Regions from separate parts of the Sus scrofa genome. Here all the other regions are linked to region 1. Evidence: chromatin contacts called from public Hi-C and HiChIP or PLAC-seq data. All regions are on one chromosome and are shown on one strand. Each heading gives the region's core, a stretch centred on a gene start, on an enhancer-like site or on the middle of the called end of the contact. The rest is flanking DNA. Distances are from core to core; before and after follow the strand shown.

Region 1 (3,026 bases), core at 1-2,500:
GACTGAGAGGGTGACTGATCTGCCAAAGACACAGAAATGGCACATGGAAGACCTGGGGATGGACCAGGGGCGGGGGAGCGTGACCAAGTTCTGGCTCCTCCCTGCCTCCTGGGTAGGGGGTGTGTGCGTGTGTGCATGTGTCGTGTGGACACACGCACACGAGAACATGTGTGAGTTGGGCCCGGGGTCTTCATTGACCAGAGGCCCTGCCTGTTTTCAGGCAGTCAGAAGTGCTAAACAAACTGCACACCTCCTTCTGGGTTCTGGGGCAGTGGACACCAATCAGCCAGGACCTCTGATAATGGCTGCCACATGTGGAGCTGGACATGCTGTTTTCTCCATTTGGGACCTTTATCTTTGAAGTTGAAGGAAACTTGTTTCTTTTTAAGCCATTCTACCCTCTGACAGCAAGCCAGCAAAATCGCTTCTGAACGCTCACATTCTTCTCGGAGCCACCCCTACTCCTGCTTGGAGGGGGCAGCATGGGAGGAGCCAGGGAGCAGCCACAGCTTTGCTGTGTGATTTGGTGTAAGCTGATTAGCTTCTGCTGTAATGCCCTGCCCTTCTAGCTACTGGGGCAGGCACAAGTGCTCTGGAAGAGGGAAGGGGCTGGCATGTATGGGCCTGCCCCCTCCCCACTGCACCTTCCCAGCACCAGCTCCTCCCCATCTCCCGACTCCAGGAGGGCTCCCATTTCCCTTTGCTCCAGACACACTAGCTGCTTCTCTCCAGATCTTTCCGAGCTCAGATAAAATGTCGCCACCTCCTGGAAGCTTTCTCAAATTCCCCAGGCACAAAGAGCTTTCCTTTCTTAATTCCTCCAGTGAGCACCCTTTGTTCTAATTTAGTTTTTTTGTAGTGTTTGCTATTTTAAGATTGATAATAATAAGGGGAATAGGAATTGGGCCAGACAAAACCTGAAAGATCTTATATTTAGCTCCACTACACAGAAAAGTGAGGCCCAAAGAGTGAAAGGAGCTGCTCAAGGTCACAGCTGGTTTAGGCAGCAGAGTCAAAGCTCAAAGCCCATGGCAGGGATGGGACAGGCACAACAGAATCAGCATACAATTCAGGTTTGCCTGCGAGGCACAATATGAGAACAGTAGTTTTAAAAATACCCTAACCAAACAAATGCCCACTGAGCTCCACTTTATCTTACTGCTACATTCCAAGCATGAAGTCACCACGGCCCTGAGAAGCCCGAGAGGGCTTGCCGCCCTACTTGGCAGCCCTGACTAACCAATTCTTGCACAAGATGATGTAAATTTCGAAAGGAAACCAGAAATCCCCAGAGTGGGCCTGATGCTTTCTCCCTCCTCTGTAGGCCAAAACCACAGGATGGCTGGAGGCAGAGGCGACAGATAAATAGCCTTTGTCTTCAGGCTGCCTTTCCTAACCCTTGGCAATTCTGACCTGCTGCATCAGCAGGATGGCCTTGGTGCAGCCTCAGAGGTGGGGGAGGGCCCTCTGGCTCTGAAACTTAAGGGCTTGGCAAGAGGAAGCCCAGGCCACCCCTCTGGCTCCTCTTGGTCGGCCCAAGTCAGGGAGCAGCAAAGTGCATTTATCTTTGAGGCCAGAATAGCAGTCCTGGAGGAAAACTCTATCAGCATGGCCTGTTTGGCTGGATGGACAAAGGCTGGGTTTCTGGAGGCTGTAGGGCCAGTGCAGGATGCAGACCCGACTAGGACCTCGAGGAACAGTCAGTGGGGCTGCTCTCCCTGCCCCTCCTGCCCCACCCCCACCCAACTCTCTCCCTTCGTTCTCTGGCTTTCTTTTTTCTCTTTCCTGTTCCTCAGATCTGAATTCTACTATTGCTTACTGAATACCTCCTCAATACCAGGCGCTATTGATTCCTGAAGCAGTAACAAGGGTAACATCGGCTGAGAGGGAGCAGTGGACCCCAGCCCTACCCTTCACAAGGAGCAATAGCAGGGGGCGAGAGTGAAGATGAGGTATGTGAAGGGGTGCAGATTATAGGATCCCAGCTGCAAGGCAGTCGAGACAGACCTACGAATCTTTCCAAGGACATGACCGACCTCTGACCCATTAATTTCACTTCTAGGAATTTATACCAAGGACCTAAGTTGGGATAGGTACAAAGACTTAGCTAGAAAGACGCCCACTATCTACAATAGCAAAAAAGCTGTAAACAGTATGACTATCCAACTCTAAGTACTGGTTAAGTTATGGAAGATCTATATGATAAGACAAAAAGTAGTCATTAAAATCAAGTGGTATTGGGGAGTTCCCTAGTGGTCTAGTGGTTAGGATTTAGCGCTTTCACTGCTTAGGCCCAGGTTCAATCCCCAGTCTGGGAACTGAGATCCCAAATCAAGCCTCTGCATGCTATAGCCAAAGCAACAAACTAAAAAACCAATGAGGGGAGGGGGCAGGGCAGCAGGAAGGGAGGTGTGGTTATAACAAAGGGCAATCCAACACCAGGGATCTCATGAGCTGGTGGCAGTAGAACCATGCACCTACACAGGTGATAAATTTGTGCTGTAGTTTTGCAAACTGTCCCCAATGGGAATACCTGGGCAAGTTGTACTAAGGCTCTCTGTATGACTTCTTACAATTGCATGTGAATCCACAATCTCTGTATTTGAAATGCCAGAGGAGCACATGTACTGAGGAAGAGTCATGCTTCCAGCAGACTGCTGAGTGGAAAAGCCAGATTGCTAACTGATGGCCAATAATTCATACAAAGTGATGGGTCTGCAGGATGTAAATGTTAGGTTAACAAGAAGATGGAGGGAAAGGAAGTGATTAAAACTCTGTCTTATTTATAATCACATTCAGTAAAGCAAGTAAAGTAAATCCGAGGTTTCATCTGCAGGAGCAATACTTCCGCCCCTCCCAGGAAAGGGGATCAGGGAGGTTGAGCTGTTTGCCCAAAGACACACAGGCTGCAAGGGGTGGAGATAGGGTTGCGGTTCAGGTTCAGAGTGCCTTCCAGAATATCACAGCTGCCACTCTTTTCTCTCTTCCCTCTGTCCTTGCCACCCCCTCCCAAGCACCAGCAAGGA
Region 2 (3,044 bases), core at 280-2,779, 250 kb before region 1:
TGTGGGTTCAATCCCTGGCTTGCTCAGTGGGTTAAGGATCTGGTGTTGCTGTGAGCTGTGGTATAGGTTGCAGACGTGGCTCAGATCCCATGTTGCTGTGGCTCTGGCGTAGCCCGGCGGCTGCAGCTCCCATTCAACCCCTAGGCTGGGAACCTCCATGTGTCCCAGGAGCGGCCCAAGAAATGGCAAAAAAGACAAAAAAAAAAAGACCTAAAACCAAAACTTATTAATATGGGAACCTGTATGTCTGTTTTATAGTATTTAAAACTATCTATTTGAAACTACTTAGTAATTTTTTTTTTCTATTTGGTGATATTTTTGTTTCTGAGACATAAAAATAAGATGCTGGGCTATATCTTTAAGATTCTTAAATAATGAGGAAATTGTGTTAGAAGTTGTAAGATTATATTTTACGTGTTTGGGTACAAATAGAGATCCCAAAAAACTATTAGAAACTTGAAAATCTATAAATAATCATATTATATAATCTCCTTTTTAAAGCTGAAATTAGTAAACTACTAGTTATAAAATTAAAATTTTATAATGCATCTTGTAAGTGAAAAACCTTTCTTTTATATCCTTTATTTCTTTTTTCTCTAATACTGTAAAACTGACTTTTTAGGCATGCATACAGTTCCATGGAGTTTTTCATTCCCATAGATTCATATAGCCTCCAGCACAGTTAGAGCTCTAATTAGTTCTGTCACTTTTGTGTAGTCACACCTAATCCTACCACTAATCCATAATTCATTCTTTTCACCATAGATTTGTCTTTTTGAGAATGATAAAAGGATTGGGTCATTTTTGGTCTAGAGTAAACTTTCATAATGTAAGGGAGACCAAGATGTAAAGAATTATTTACATTGCCCTGTGATTTCTCCTGACAAATTCTACCTTCTGGCTCCTTTTCCTATTTAAGATCTTTTTTAGTGTTTCCCTTATTTCAGAGAAGAATTTCTAGCACTATTGCTGTATATTGGTGACCTAAAAAGAAACAGTAATTAATATACGTTAAGTTTGTGGCAGCCTCTGCTTTTTGGGAGTATGTGAGAAATGAGATTTTTTTTGGTTTTTGGGTGTGTGTGTGTGTGTGTTTTTAAACCATATCTTCAGTTCTGGCATATATCCATTCCCAAAACTACTTTTGTAGAATATTCTTGCTTCTCCCTCATATAGGTCACAGTATCCAAAAGACTATGCTTCATCTTAGATTACAATCAGTATATTATTTGTGATACAGAACCAATTAACAATAGTTCTTCAGCTTTCCTACTTCCTTTTCATTTCTTCTAGACACACAATAGATTTGAGGAGAAAAGTTTCTTCCTAATATTTTGAACGACCTGTGTTTGGGATTCAAAGTTTTTTTTGTACTTATTGCTTAACTGGACTGAAGATTATCTCATGTGACAGCATAGATCTCTTGTTTTAGAATTGCCATTACTTTCTAGAATAGCCACTCTGTATAGCAGCCAACATGCCCTGGATCCTCTTGCTTCATATTACAGTGATACTGCTTTGTCAGGGTAGAATTCAGCCTCACAGGGCTGGAGCCAGTCTCTGCTGACCTCCTGCCACAGTACAGCATGTTCAAATCTGGGAGAAACCCGAGGCTTATTCGGCATATTCCTCCTCCTTCTCCCTCACAAGCATGGAACCCTCACTCTCTTCGGAAACCGTATGTTGTATATGTGTGTGTATCTGTCTTTTTTTTAAATCTCTTACTTAATCCTATAATTCTACAGCTTTAAGTGGGGGCTGGTTGAATAGACAGACACAGGAAATGCTTTGAGCTGCTCAAACTTAGAATTTTTCAGCAGTAGAGCTCAGCCACCGGCATTTGCTATTTTTGGACTGACTTGTGTGAGGTTGCAATAATATTGCAAAGCATATTATGTGTTTCCTATTTGTTCATTTTATCCAGAGCTATTTAAGCAGAATGCACAGAGTGTTCTTTGGCTATGTGGGCATGCTCAGATCATACTGGAGTGTCCCCACTCTCCTGTATGATGGGCTGCTTCATTGCAGAGTAATGTCGTTATTACTCTTACAGGCTAAATAGTTATCCAAAAATAAGTGTTTCCTTCAATGAACAGAAGAGTTTTATTTGCCTTGTACAGCTTGGGAAAAGCTTGGGTTAAATTTGAAGATGTCAGGCATGCATAACAAATGAGAATTTGGATTAAAGCCATCTGAAATATTTCTCACATTAAAAAAAAAAAAAAAGAGGTTCCTATTACTCAGCTACTTGTTTGCAGTATAGTTTTCCCAAAGACTTGGCAATTTTCTGAATTGTAAGGCAGTATGCACATATCTTGGTTCTAAATTCATGTCTCCAGATCAGCAGAGAAAGTCCCTGAGATACAATTCAATAAGAGGCTGATCCAGTTTATGCATTACAACTACCACTTCCCCATTTTATCTGGAGTCATGAGTAGAAAACTTGGTCTATATCTTAATTTTTGTGTGTGTGTGTCAGCTTTATAAATAATATTCTAAGAGATAAATGCTAAAGCGAAAGAGGTTTTTTAATAGTTTGACCTGATTCTAAAGCTCATGTGCATTAATATTGTTTGCTGTGAGCTGTTGGATTGAAGATCTGAACAGATTTTTCACTCTGAAGTTTGATGTTAAATTACTCTTATTCCTTATGGTTGATAATTTAAATGCCAACTTTGTTAACAGACCTGTACCTCTGCTCTGTACCCGTTTTTTTTCTTCTGTTTGTTCTGTAACTTGGATTTTAAAACATTGGCACATTTCTGTTTGTTCTAAGGTTGTAAAAGGTCAGTTCACTTATCTGTGTTTTATTAAGAATGCCAGCCCAGGTTGAATGGGGTGATCAGAAGAAAGGAATTCATAAGAGAGCCCTCAAAGGATAGGGAGTAAAGACTGAGTAAAACAGAAGTTAACTCCTTTTTCTCCATTATGGAGAGGAGAAGAGGGAGGAGGGAAACTTAAAATATAATCGAAACATTTTTAATTGATTTTTATTACCTCCATGTATTGTATTAATCCATGAGTAGAGAAAGTTTGCCCCAAAT
Region 3 (3,067 bases), core at 537-3,036, 160 kb before region 1:
TCTTTGCCACTGAGCCACAGGGGAACTCCCTAGAAGTAGCAATTTCTATTTTTGCTTTTCTTTGATGGCCTCTGGAAGGCCTCTGGAAATCCAGAAGCTCTAATGTTGCCTTCGACCATATCCTGATAACTGGGTCCTTCAGGCCCCAGTCTGAATGTCGAAGATGTTTGGGCCAGTCTTCTGGCCTTCTAGCTCAGTGCCTTCCACCCCACCTATCTAGAGATATCACACCCATCCTGATCCTGCCTGATGTTGTGAAATAAGCGATGCCGCTTACTAAGTTGTGAAAACTTAAAATCACTGTGAGAGTGCCCTTAAGCTTCTTAAATATGGACCAGGCTGCCACGTACAGATGTGTAGATTGTACGCTGGCCATTCCCACAGGGCCATAGTAAGCTACACTGTGAGCGGCGCATCGTAGAGTTTCACAGTACACAGTGGGCACACAAAGCAGCCTTGATTGCTGGTGACAGGTAATTTCGAAGCTGCTTCATTGTCATCCACTAAAAACCAGAGAAAAGAAGGCTGGTAACACAAATCTGAGATGCTGTGGTGTAGAAAACAGACTAGGGAGGCAGGAGGGTGGTTGTGTGGCCAACTGGAAAATGTCTACCTCACCTAAAGGATTCACTTTTGTTATATTTTTTATGGTTGCACCTGCAGCCTATGGAAGCTCCTGGGGCCAGGGATAGAATCCAAGCCACAGCCGTGGCAATGCTGGGTCCTTAACCCACGGTGCTATAGCGGAAACTCCTCACTTGTATTATTTTTAAACTCTGTAGGCCAAACTAAACTCCTAACCAACTCTCCCCAAGTCTAGGTAATGAAGAGTAGCTCACATTTATTGAGTACTTACTGAATACTGGGTTTAATGTTTGGTAGGTGACATGCAGTTCTCCCCACAGTCTGGGCCATGTCATCCTCATTGTCTAGATAAGGAAACAAAGCTTGAGTGACATGGCTTGCCCAAAGCTATACTGTTGGGAAATGGCAAATGAATAAGAAGGAAGATAGGTCTGGGCAACATCTGTAACCAAAGATGGGTGTCGCCAGTGTGTCAGTCTAAGAGTTAATACAAACTGAAACAACCAGTCAACTAAGTAGAAAATCGGCAAGAGTTCACAGAATAAGAAATAGATCACCAATAAGCATTCAAAAGAAAATGTTCAGCCTCATGTGTAAATCAGTACATTAAATTGGTGGGAAAGTAGTGAAAAGGTAGTGAAGTATTGTCTATTTGTGTTCAAAATATTTTTGTTTGTGTACATACATGTTTGTAAGTATATAGAAATGAAACCACTTTAAACTGTCCCCAGGAGTTTCTTCTGGGAAAGGGAGTGGAAGGAATGTTGTTGAAATAAGACTTTCATGCTTGACTCCTGTAAAATATGAAATCTCTTAATATGAATGTACTTGTGTGCTTTTAAATTTAAAAATCAAAGCTTTTTGAAAAGCAAATAACAGGTCCATTGGGAAAGGGTTGACAATGTTTCTAATTGTAATAGCCCATCTTTCGCTTTAGGATTGCCTTAAAGGAACTTTGGACCAAGTCTGGGCCACCCGTTGGGCTTTCTTCCAGCCCTAGATTTCTAGGCGTGGTGGTCAGATGGCCATCCTATTGCCAGAGGGGACATGTGGAGTGGGGGGCTTGTTTCTGGTCCCACCTGTTCAGTCCAGCCCTTCATTCATCGTGTAGCACTGAGAGCCACTCTGTGTACCAGACTCTGCCATGGAGATGTGCTAAATCCAGGGGAAAGGAGCCTATGTTGTAATAGCGTCAGAAGCCATGTGTGGGAGCAAAGAGGAAGAAACAGTTCCGACCTGGTGATTGGGGAAGTCTGGAAGGAGGAGGCAGTGGGGTCTGGACTGAGATGAGATTTTGGTGAGTGGAGATGAGTGAGGCGGGTTTTCCAAGTTGAAGAAACAGTATTGACAAAAACCACAGAGATGAGAAAGGCCAAGGTGAGTGGTTTAAGCAATGGATAAGAGTCTCAGCTGGCTTGGAAGTTGCCTGGAAGAATGTGTAAATGAGGGGCAAAGTTTAAAATGGCTGCAAAAAATTCTGAATGCCATGCTAAAGTTCTGAATACCCCAGGACTCCAAGAAGGTGTTGAGAGGTGTAGTGACCCATCCTGTGTCTGAAGACAATTAAGAGTCCTCTCAGAAGGACCCAGTAGCTGAGTTTTCATGTCAGCTGAGGAAATACTGTCCAAGGTATTTGGTCTTTTGCCTTTTGATCCTACAATGGAAGGCGCTTAAATTTTTAATTTTTTATTTTGTTTTGTTTATTTATTTATTAATTAGGGCTGCACCTGTGGCATATGGAAGTTCCCAGGCTGGTGATCAAATTGGAGCCTCAGCTGCTGACCTACACCGCAGCTCATGGCTGGATCCTAAACCTGTTATAGGCTTTAAGTGCCCTTCAAGGAGATTAGGCCCAAAAGCCTCTGACCATGTCTCATTGTAATGCCCCTTCCCCCTTGACCAGCCTGGGTTGCTCACTCGCTGCTACAGAAGGAATGTCACCCATTCCTCACTCCACTACCATATAATCTGAAGAGATCCAGATGAGTCAGAAAGGTCTCCCAGGCAAATAAGGTATCCTGCCCAAGACCAATCAGAAGATCAAATTGGGTGTCCACTCAGATCACATTGTAGGGTATAAAGACTGTTGCAAACTGAGTTGGGCCCTCTTTTTAACCTGCGCAGAGTTCTCTCTCTCCCTCTCTGAAAACGTACTTTCACTTTAATAAATTGATAAAACATCTGCTGTTTCAATGCTTTGCTATGGTGAGACAGAGACCAAGGAAGCTGAGGTATCAAACCCAATGAGTGAGGCTAGGGATTGAACATGAATCCTCATGGATCCCAGTCAGGTTCATTATCACAACAGGAACTCCTGCCCTTAAATTTTTTATTTGATATATGGAAAGTGAGGATGTAGGAAGCCCAGAATTTAATTCTTACCAATCTAAATTTTGGGCACTAGAATCCTTAAATTCTACAGAAGTACTCACAAAATTTATTCAGGCTTCTGCTTTAATGAATGCCTAAACTGTCCAATTGA
Region 4 (3,468 bases), core at 204-2,703, 190 kb before region 1:
GGGCTGGAAGTTGCTACACTGGCAGGTGTGATTAGACATGAAAGCCCTTTAGGATCTGGTCATAGGAAGCCCTGTTGTGAAGGTGATATTGCTGCTGCTACTGTCAGATTGTGATAAGGTAAGAGGGATACCTCGAAGTCAGTCATTTGTAAATTAGTGAAAACAATGCCTACTTTATAGGGTTGTTGGGAGAACTGGAAGATCAGGCAGTAGACAATAGCTGCCTAACCACATGACCAGTTAGCAAGAAAGGTGACTGTTGTTACTTTATGTAATGTTGAATTACATTATTCTTTTGTTTGAACTCTTTGTACTCCTTATTTATACCTGCAATGTGTAAGATCTTGGATAGAAGTATATTCTGGAATCTTTAATGTTTGAGTTTTTTAAAAAGAACCATTTAGGAGTTCCCATTGTGGCTCAGCAGGTTAAGAACCCGACTTGTATCCATGAGGATGCGAGTTCCATCCCTGGCCTCCCTCAGTGGGTTAAGGATCCCGCATTGCCATGAGCTATAGCATAGGTCGCAGATGTGGCTCAGATCTGGCACTGCTGTGACTGTGGTGTAGGGTGGCAGCTGCAGCTCTGATTCAACCCCTAGCCCAGGAATTTCCATATGCCGCAAGTGTGGCCATAAAAAAGGGGAGAAAAAAAAGGAGCCACTTACATGGTACAAAAAGAATAGCCAGTACTAATAGCTTACTTTGTACCCAGTACTGTTTTGATAGCTTATGTGTTTATTGACTCACTTCATCATCACAGCAGTCTTCTGAAAATGGGCATTGGTACTATCCCTATTTTACAGTTGATGAACTGGATACAGAGGTTAAGTAACTTGCCTAAGGTTACATGGCTAGTAAGTAGCAAAGCCAAATTTGAACCTCCTCAGTTTATGCCAGAATCCTTGCTTCACTGCTATAGTAAATATAGCCAGGCTTAATAGTCTTGTTTTTCTGAGCTGTGCCTTTTCCTGTATAAGAAAACTATTTGCTATTTTCCAGTACTGCTTCTAAAAGGTTTAAAATTAGCTCTTCACATTTGCAATATAGTTGTTTGTCTTGAGTGAAGTAGGAATCTAATTTTATATTATATGTGGATAGCCAAGTGTGCTAGCAAAAGCTATCGGAAAAGAGAATTTTCCAGTTGGTACGTATACAGCTCATGGCTAAATCAGGCGGTACCAGTGCTGAGTATTCAGGCCACCGTGGACTTTGTTCACAGCTCAAAAGATACCGAGAAAGTATTCACAGCCCTGTTCAGTAATTCTGTAATTGAGTATATCTTTTTCTCTCCTCTCTTTTGCCCTACCCACTCCTCTGCCTATTTCTCCCTCTCTTCTCTCTCCTTCCTTTTTAAGAATAGTGTCTGCCAAAATTGGAAGGAGTTACTGAGTAATCCAGTGATTCATGGTTTCAAGTGTTAAACTATCCTCCTGCTGGAGGCGTGGGTTAGCTTTCTTTCCCAAAGCTTAGGACAGTGGGTTCTGTCAACTGTGCCCTTGCAGGCATGTTGATGTTTCTAAGTGGGAGTCGCATACTGAAAGGAAATAGTGTGGCTCCAAACAGCCCAGGTAGGACTGTAAAGACAGTCTGGCTTATTTCTTTAGTTACTGTGTAGGGAAATAAAATTACATCTAAACTAAGATCATTTGTAAATAATTATATTGAAACTTTATTTTGAGTTTTTTTTTTCAATTTTAGAGATGTAATCCAACCTTAATTCTAGTCCCAAAGCCTTCTTTTTAGCAGTATGATCAATTTATGTCCTCCCAGAGTAACAGTTAAATATGACCTCCATGTCTACACGTCTTCTTCAGACAACAGAATGCATATAAGTTGATATTCAAATTAATAAGAAAGAACCTAAGAAAACTAGACCATGCATAAGCTTGAAGTCTTAGATCTAGCAGTATTTCATATTTGCTTTCCTTTCATACTGTGGTAGATTTTGAGCTGTTAAACATGTACACAGTCAGGGTCATATTATACACATTAGTTATGGGATCTGAAATCCCATTCAGAAAGAAAATCACACAGTGGGCACTTTGTACAACCTGAGTGAGCAAGCCTCAGGCACCGAAGAGAGTAGGTTTCCAGGAGCGTCTGTTACAATTCTTGGCAACTTGGTTATCTGGAACTCTGGTTCATCCTCCCTCTGCTGCTTTCCCTATGGCTCTTTCACTGCTTGTTAGCCTGCACCTAGAGATGAACAGGGCAGATGGAGAAGTGACAAAATAGTTATTGTGCAAACCCTTAACTATGCTGCAGAGTTTTATTAGTCATTTTTGTTATTCATTTCAGTTTTCAGTTATTTTTTGCTTTTATTTAAATGTATGGTATTTCTCAGATGTTCATCAAGAAGGAAAATCGTATTGTTTTTATTCACATCGGTAGAAATATATTGAATCCAGTAATGTACTACAGGTGTTTTGAAGTTAGATGTCAGCGTAGTCCCTGCTCACACAGCAAATGGATGAGATACAACCACGATGACAAAAGAGAATGCATCTTAGACCAACAAGTTAATTATCAGCCTTTCATAAATATTTCATATTTGGTATATTATTGTCATTACAGAATTAATTAATTCAACCTTTTAACTGTAACCTTTATACAGTTCTTTCTAGCAAATTGCTGCTGGTAGCAGGTTAGGGTTTGAGAATCAAGAAAAAGAGTACTCTTAATCTCCAGAATGGTAAACTTGTAAATTGTCACTCTCAGTATTATTATTACCATGAGATGGTGGGGGTTTTTTTATTATTATTTATTACTGTTACTGCTCCATAGAGAGCAGTTTCTAAAGTCTTCTTCCATGGGCCTTACCCTAATTCACCACCACAGGCTGCACCCAGGTCATCTTCCTGAAGTACTTTTTTTCCTGGGTTAGGGAAACGTGACCTCCCCTTAGCTTTGGCTAATGGCTTTGCAGTATTAAGTTTTCACATCTGAACAATTTGTCTTTTTCTTCAACTCCCTTGAATGATTGCTTACGCATACCAGAAGTTCTTAGTCTTTGTATGTCTTTGGAGTGAGTCCTTGCTTAATAAAGATCTTTTACTGGATGGAACTCACAAAAATTTGAGTTTCAAAAGGCCTGAACTTTATCATTGGCTTGTCTAATTACTTATCTCTTACTGTCCCTGTCCCTGACTATACATGTTATCTTTCCCACATTTATCACAGTTACTTGTGATCTGGGATTTTAACTCTCAAGAGCACATTCATGCGTGCACTTTCAACAGTACTGTCTCGTTCTTACTGTCACTTGTCTCCAGATACCAATTAACTGTCCCTACTGGAAGAAAATGATTACATCACGCTTGGTATGATTTGAATAAAAAGATACAGTGATAAAATGGGATTTTTATATCTAGCTACTTAAATTACTAGCCAACATTTTCAGGTGACCATAATCTAAGTGCATGAATTGGAATTCAGTGTATTCTTAATTTTATGCTTTTCATGTAAT

Evidence for each region. Hi-C and Micro-C count contacts between places; a contact is called where the count stands out from the background. HiChIP or PLAC-seq counts read pairs in DNA pulled down with a chosen protein or histone mark.
Region 2: a Hi-C map of embryonic fibroblasts shows a contact between it and region 1, with 1.7 times the contacts expected there. The contact joins two enhancer-like sites. A contact is called at or near these places in 3 of 47 Hi-C or Micro-C datasets (embryonic fibroblasts, psoas muscle and skeletal muscle) and 1 of 2 datasets of contacts at active chromatin or transcription factors (skeletal muscle).
Region 3: a contact with region 1 is called in an H3K27ac HiChIP or PLAC-seq map of alveolar macrophages. The contact joins two enhancer-like sites. A contact is called at or near these places in 2 of 2 datasets of contacts at active chromatin or transcription factors (alveolar macrophages and skeletal muscle).
Region 4: an H3K27ac HiChIP or PLAC-seq map of alveolar macrophages shows a contact between it and region 1. The contact joins two enhancer-like sites. A contact is called at or near these places in 2 of 2 datasets of contacts at active chromatin or transcription factors (alveolar macrophages and skeletal muscle).

What each region holds. Positions count from the first base shown.
Region 1 is chr13:68,870,870-68,873,895 of Sscrofa11.1, reverse strand. The region is part of intron 14 of IFT122 (intraflagellar transport protein 122 homolog); the gene reads right to left. Among named protein-coding and RNA genes, the nearest start is that of RHO, 36 kb to the left of the region's middle. Within about 2 kb of position 1,250, at least 50 of the 83 cell types and tissues checked have an H3K27ac peak or open chromatin away from gene starts, as enhancers often do. A contact at or near this core is called in alveolar macrophages, embryonic fibroblasts and skeletal muscle, where this site is marked.
Region 2 is chr13:69,117,451-69,120,494 of Sscrofa11.1, reverse strand. The region is part of intron 1 of TMCC1 (transmembrane and coiled-coil domain family 1); the gene reads left to right. Among named protein-coding and RNA genes, the nearest start is that of TMCC1, 100 kb to the left of the region's middle. Within about 2 kb of position 1,529, at least 33 of the 83 cell types and tissues checked have an H3K27ac peak or open chromatin away from gene starts, as enhancers often do. A contact at or near this core is called in embryonic fibroblasts and skeletal muscle, where this site is marked.
Region 3 is chr13:69,032,395-69,035,461 of Sscrofa11.1, reverse strand. No RefSeq gene overlaps it. Among named protein-coding and RNA genes, the nearest start is that of PLXND1, 37 kb to the right of the region's middle. Within about 2 kb of position 1,786, at least 1 of the 83 cell types and tissues checked has an H3K27ac peak or open chromatin away from gene starts, as enhancers often do. A contact at or near this core is called in alveolar macrophages, where this site is marked.
Region 4 is chr13:69,062,881-69,066,348 of Sscrofa11.1, reverse strand. All of the region lies in intron 1 of TMCC1 (transmembrane and coiled-coil domain family 1), which reads left to right. Among named protein-coding and RNA genes, the nearest start is that of PLXND1, 68 kb to the right of the region's middle. Within about 2 kb of position 1,453, at least 17 of the 83 cell types and tissues checked have an H3K27ac peak or open chromatin away from gene starts, as enhancers often do. A contact at or near this core is called in alveolar macrophages and skeletal muscle, where this site is marked.